Regions from separate parts of the Mus musculus genome. Here region 1 is linked to region 2. A link is a contact called in public Hi-C data. All regions are on one chromosome and are shown on one strand. The core of a region is the stretch at or near the end of the contact, and the rest is flanking DNA. Distances in the headings are between cores, read along the strand shown.

The links. Hi-C and Micro-C count contacts between places; a contact is called where the count stands out from the background.
Region 1: a contact with region 2 is called in a Hi-C map of Th17 cells, with 2.6 times the contacts expected there. The contact joins two enhancer-like sites. A contact is called at or near these places in 11 of 39 promoter capture datasets (3T3-L1-derived adipocytes, the C10 cell line, the HPC-7 cell line and 7 more), 2 of 15 datasets of contacts at CTCF or cohesin (large pre-B cells and pro-B cells), 28 of 484 Hi-C or Micro-C datasets (B cells, the C10 cell line, CD4 T cells and 18 more), 10 of 115 datasets of contacts at active chromatin or transcription factors (CD8 T cells, the HPC-7 cell line, Th17 cells and 6 more) and 4 of 9 other capture datasets (adipose tissue, embryonic stem cells, liver and 1 more).

Annotation. Positions count from the first base shown.
Region 1 is chr15:64,110,271-64,112,970 of GRCm38.p6, reverse strand. It overlaps Asap1 (ArfGAP with SH3 domain, ankyrin repeat and PH domain1), which reads left to right. Exons shown (of 31, transcript NM_010026.3): 26 at 1,895-2,065. Among named protein-coding and RNA genes, the nearest start is that of Gm20717, 13 kb to the right of the region's middle. Within about 2 kb of position 1,425, at least 18 of the 459 cell types and tissues checked have an H3K27ac peak or open chromatin away from gene starts, as enhancers often do. A contact at or near this core is called in CD8 T cells and Th17 cells, where this site is marked.
Region 2 is chr15:64,021,116-64,023,815 of GRCm38.p6, reverse strand. It overlaps Cyrib (CYFIP related Rac1 interactor B), which reads left to right. Exons shown (of 13, transcript NM_001360036.1): 2 at 1,196-1,246. Among named protein-coding and RNA genes, the nearest start is that of Gm25628, 3.5 kb to the left of the region's middle. Within about 2 kb of position 1,360, at least 98 of the 459 cell types and tissues checked have an H3K27ac peak or open chromatin away from gene starts, as enhancers often do. A contact at or near this core is called in CD8 T cells and Th17 cells, where this site is marked.

The DNA.
Region 1 (2,700 bases), core at 176-2,675, 89 kb before region 2:
AGTAACTAATAGTGTGACTAGGTATTGCTTTACAGGAACCATAAAGCTGCTGTCCTGTGTCACGTCAGTGAAACAGAATCAAGTCTATAACTGTGGTCATTCTCTTAATGTACATGTCTACCTTATTTAGATGATCATTGTCCACTGCCCTGTCAGGCTACCTCTGAGAATTAATGACTGAATCCTTGTTAGTACAAACCATTAATTAATAATTAAAACTATCTTTTAAGTTTACCCAGGAAGAACACCATCAGTAATTATGATTTTCTTTTAACACAGAGTATAAAAAGCTCATTTGGAACTTTTCTAGATCACTAAGTATCTTGCATATGGCAATGTTCCTAGCTTCCCCCCTCCCTGGTTTCTATCGCTTTCCTTTTTTTTTTTTCTTCCTTCCTACATGTGTATAGAAGCATTTGTTCGTGGACATGGTTAAAGCGGGCCCATGAGGGCTTCTCTAGAGAAATACCCATCCGGCTGCCCAGCGTAACATCTTACATGCCCCCTCACGTCAAGAATGTATATGGTGCACCTATAACTGATTCAAAACCAGCTTCGTTAGCTGGAGTTCAGACTCAAGTATAACAGATGGCTTGGGATTTCCAGAACAGTTTGGAATTAGAACAAAAAGAGGTTTCTGAGTTGTTGTTCTAAGTCATCTTAGATCCTTACCAAAACGATTGGCTGGTTGGGGTTTTTGTTTGGTTGGTTTTGGTTTTTGAGGAAAGCTTGTTTTCTGACTAAAAGAAAAACTGTAGTAGAATTCAAAAACTCTGCTATCTGAATATTTTAACTGTGGGCCACTGACTGCCAAGCTCACAGCACCCCGCTGTGCCCCTCTTGAACTTGGTGGCAGCGCATTATGCCTTCATCCTAAGTAGATCCAGTAACTTCCGTTGAGTTACTGATTGAAAATGTGTGTGCTTTCTTTATACCAAGCACCTGAGGGAAGGACTAGATCCCCGGGCTTTCTGTATATGTTACGACTGTTTTCTCTCTGCCTTGGTTCTTAAACGAGTGTTTATCACATGTCTGACTGACCATGCAATTCTTGATGTCCATGATTCCCTGCCTTGGCCTCCTAAGAGATTGGGATTTCAGACTTATACCACCATGCTTGGCTTGACTGGTGTTTTGCTCCTTTAAAATACTCATTTTTTTTCCTGTGTTGTAATTTTTAGCTAAGCCCCCCACCCCATCTACTTATCTCTTGAATTCTTACTGTGATCTTTCTCATTTCTAGTTCCCTGAGAACTTCATACAATGTATTTTAATCATACTTACTTCTCTCTGACTTCTCCCAGATCCATCTGCCCTTCCAGAACCATTCCACTTTGTGTCCTTTTTCCCCTCCCTCCCTTCCCCAACAAGTTTAATTTATACACTTATTCTTGGATGTGTGGCCTCCACTAGATGGTGATCACAATCCACCGGAGAACACACCCTTAAAGAAATGTGACTCTCAGTCCCAGCAGCTACCAACTGCCAACAGCTCTTCAGCTTGGGGGCGACTTTGTGCCCCCCTCTCCTCTTCATGCTGCGATCTTATCTGGCTGGAGCTTGCGCAGGTCTTAGGAGTGCTACCTCAATTGTGCAACCTCCCTGCTGTGTCCAGAAAGCAGTTTCCTTTGCTCATTCACTGCCTCTGGCTCTTACCCTTATTCCCCCCCTCTCCCACAGTGATGGCTGAGCCCTGGGAGGACAGGGTATGATACAGATGTCCCCATCAGGGCTGAGCCTTCCTCCAACAAACAGTTTTGAAATCTGTTTGTGAGTTGGTGGGCTGGTGGACTTCCATATTATAGCACATTTTGATGAGTAATTACATACTGGCTGTTGTGTGTCTGTGAGACTGGGATTAACCCTCCTGCCCCCCGTTCAATTTCCTTTCTAGGTCCAACTGGCCCACCTTCAACACTCCCTCTAGGCACCCAGACCTCTAGTGGCAGCTCCACCCTATCCAAGAAGAGGCCTCCTCCCCCACCACCAGGACACAAGAGAACCCTGTCTGACCCTCCCAGCCCACTACCTCACGGGCCCCCAAACAAAGGCGCAATTCCTTGGGGTAAGTTTTCCTAAAGTCAGGGTCAAAGCCCAGAGCCCGATAGTTGGGGGGACTCCACTGGGCACTGGACAGTTTGCACGTTAGGAAAACCATCTAAACTGCACACACACTGGCTGTGCACTGAAACATGAATTAATATGATTGTACCTGCCTTCTAAGGCCAGGAAACAGACTGAAAAGTGTCTGGGGCCACTCAGAACCATAGGAGTAAGTAAAGTGCTCTCTAATATTATCAGGGAGCTGATCGTAGAACACCCCACACACACAAGACACCAAAAGCTGCAGGGGCCCCCATCCCCAGGCATTTGAGTAACCTGAGCACAAATACTATTAAATTCTCTCTAGACAGCATATCTAATGTAGTGTAAATAGTATGGGTTTAAAAAAAGAAAATGGGTCCATGTTTGGTACATATATTTTCCCAAATATTTTTATCCACAGATATGGAGGGTAAACTGTAATAATAGGACCTGAACAGCATGCCCTAAATCTCAGCTGAGAGTAGCAACTGTTGTAGGTTGGAATTACAATTCTCACGGAACTCAGCAAAGCAAAATAATGGGCCTTATAAGCACAGGGATGGGTTTCCATGCTACCTAACCTGCTTATCTAACGTGCACAAGCACCCCTGGGTT
Region 2 (2,700 bases), core at 111-2,610:
TTTCTGTAGCCATCCAGGACTCAGAATCTCAGAGCACAGCATGACCCCACCCCACCCTCTACGACTGAGACTAGGGTGTCCATCCTGATGGTCCTTAGTTACAGATGTTTGGGGCTTTGCCTTCATCTGTGCAACTGTCAGCAAATTATTCTCAGAGCTCCTTCTCCCGCATCTCCATCTCTCCTCTCCCCCCTCTCCCCCCCATCTCCTCCCACCCCCCATCCTTGTGATGGCTAGTGTTATTTTCAGCACTAAGTGAGAGACGGATTTGAGAAACATTGCTGCTGTGCGTCTAACCTGTGACCCATGGGCTGCATGCTGCAAGGGTCGTTTTGAATGTAGCCCAACACAACATTGTAAACTTAACTTAAAATGTGACATTTTAAAAACTCTTACTTCATTTACTTTTTTTTTTCTGAGGCAGGGTCTCACTCTAGTTCTTGATGGTCTGGAACTCACTGTGTACACCTGGCTGTCCTTGAACTCACAGAGATCCACTTGCCTCTGCCTTTTGGGCACTGAGATTAAAGGAATGTGCCTGCATGAGTTTCTGTGTATCACACCTGTGCAGGTACCTGTTGAGACCAAAGGAGGGTGTCAGATTCCTTAGAGCTGGAGTGACGGTTGTAAACTGTTTAGTGCGAGGGATGGGAATTGAATCCTCGTCCTCTGCAGGACCAGTAAGCATCCTTACCATTGAATGATCTCTCCAGTCCAAACGTGAGAAATCTGTGTGATGTTTGTTTTTGTAACTTGATTGCATACGTTTGTTTGTTTGTTTGTTTTCTCCTTGTTTAGTTTTTTTTTTTTTTTTTTTTTTTTTGAGACAGGGCACAAAGCCAACCAACCAAAAACAAAACCCCAAAATTGTGGCTATCCTGAAACTCACTATGGAGACCAGGTTGGCTCTGAACTCAGTCTCCCAAGTAGTGGGATCAAAGGTGTGTGATCAAAGAACTATGCCTGGCACTTCCATAGTTCTTGAGCATGGTCTTTGTAGGTGACAGTCCCATGGTACCACGTGTAAAGATGGGACGCTTTGGCCTGGTCTGTGTAACTGGCACTTACAAGTCGTCCTCTCAGACCATGTTACTAGTATCGGAAGGGAAGACGTAATGGTGACGGCCAGGACTTCCTGGTGGCTTTCGGCGTGCTGCTGTAGCTCGCTTAATCCTTGCTGTCACTCTTCTTACAGGAGAAGACGCCGAGGCCCGGGATCTGAGATCCTTTCAAGGCTACTGCATTGGTAAGTAACAGAGCTGGCATGGGACCCTAGCCACCTGGCTCTAACCCTGCACTGCTCACTCTCACTCTGAAGAAACAACGGAGTGGGTGGGGCAGCGAGCCAGATGTGACTTTCACTTCAGTAGAAGCGTCCCCACCCCATGGAAGTGACAGCACATAACGCATCATCTCCTTGGCCCATGAACGCTGAGCATCTGTAGGCTGTTGAGTCAGACTAGGACTTTAAATAACTAATTTGGAAGTGAGGTGATACTTCTACCTTCCTGCCCCAGGTAACAGTAGCAGCAAAGAGTTCTGAGCCATAGACTCATAGTGTGTAGACATTACCCAAGTCACAGTAGCCCTACCAAGCTCAAATTCACGGGAAGGAAGGACCTTGCCCCCAGTCGTTCTGTGATGAAAGGCAGAGTCAATATTCACACCTGGCTTGCAAGCCGGTTAACCAGCGTAATTTTTGCCCTCTGAGGGCGCCTGTCGTGGGGGAAAACCATTCTCCTTGAGCTCAGGTGCCCCCTGGCTGGCAGGGCACGGGCATTTTCTGTCTTCTTTTCCTGTGCCTCTTGGTTGCCTCACCACATTCCACGTGGCTGGCCAGCTTTGTGGTGATGCGTCAGCATGGTAAGGGGCCCTCAGCACAGTGGCCCATGGCAACCTCTGCTCTGGCGTGCTCTAATGGTTTTAATGTTTTGTTTTGTTTTTTTAATGGAGTTATGTGTGCAGTTAAACACAAATCTTATTCTTTACAGCTGGATAAATGTTTACTATCCTACCCAAGTTAACTGCCCCGAATCAGGAGGCTCAGTATTCCCACCATGCTAGGATGCTCCCTAGAACTGCCTGATGAGTCAGCACTTTATCATGTCTGTGTTTTCAGCTTATACAGATGCAGGCATAGTTGTTCAACAAAGCAAACTGAAGGCAAAACCACCTTAAATAGCATAGGTGGTCATATCATTTCACCCGGCAGGCCTCTGTCTCGGAGTGAGTATGATAGGAGGCCTGGATCTGCTATTCCTTCTGTTAGTCTTTGTTCTCAGTGCCTTTTAAAATTTGAGCATCTCATGCCATCAAGTGTCTCCTGTATTTATAGACTGTAATTATCACACAGCATGCCCCCTACATCCAAACCATCTCTTCCATATGGTGCTTAGCTTAAGACAGTCAGTCCAGTGCTAAAAGAAAGACGATGTTGTATGTCATAAAAGACAGTCGGCCAGTCTTCAGTGTGAGGCCATATGGGATTTTCAAACCATTTTGGAGTTTTCAGTTTTTATATTACATTCTGATGTTAGAGGCTAAACCTGGAGTGAGATGCATTTTATAGAAATCTTACATTTATTATTGAGTGGGGAGGGGACAGTGTCACGGGGACAAAGTTTGGAGCCTGTTCTCTCCGTTGTCCTTTATGTGGGTTCTAGGGACTGAGCTCGGGTCACAGGGCTCGTGTGGAAAGTG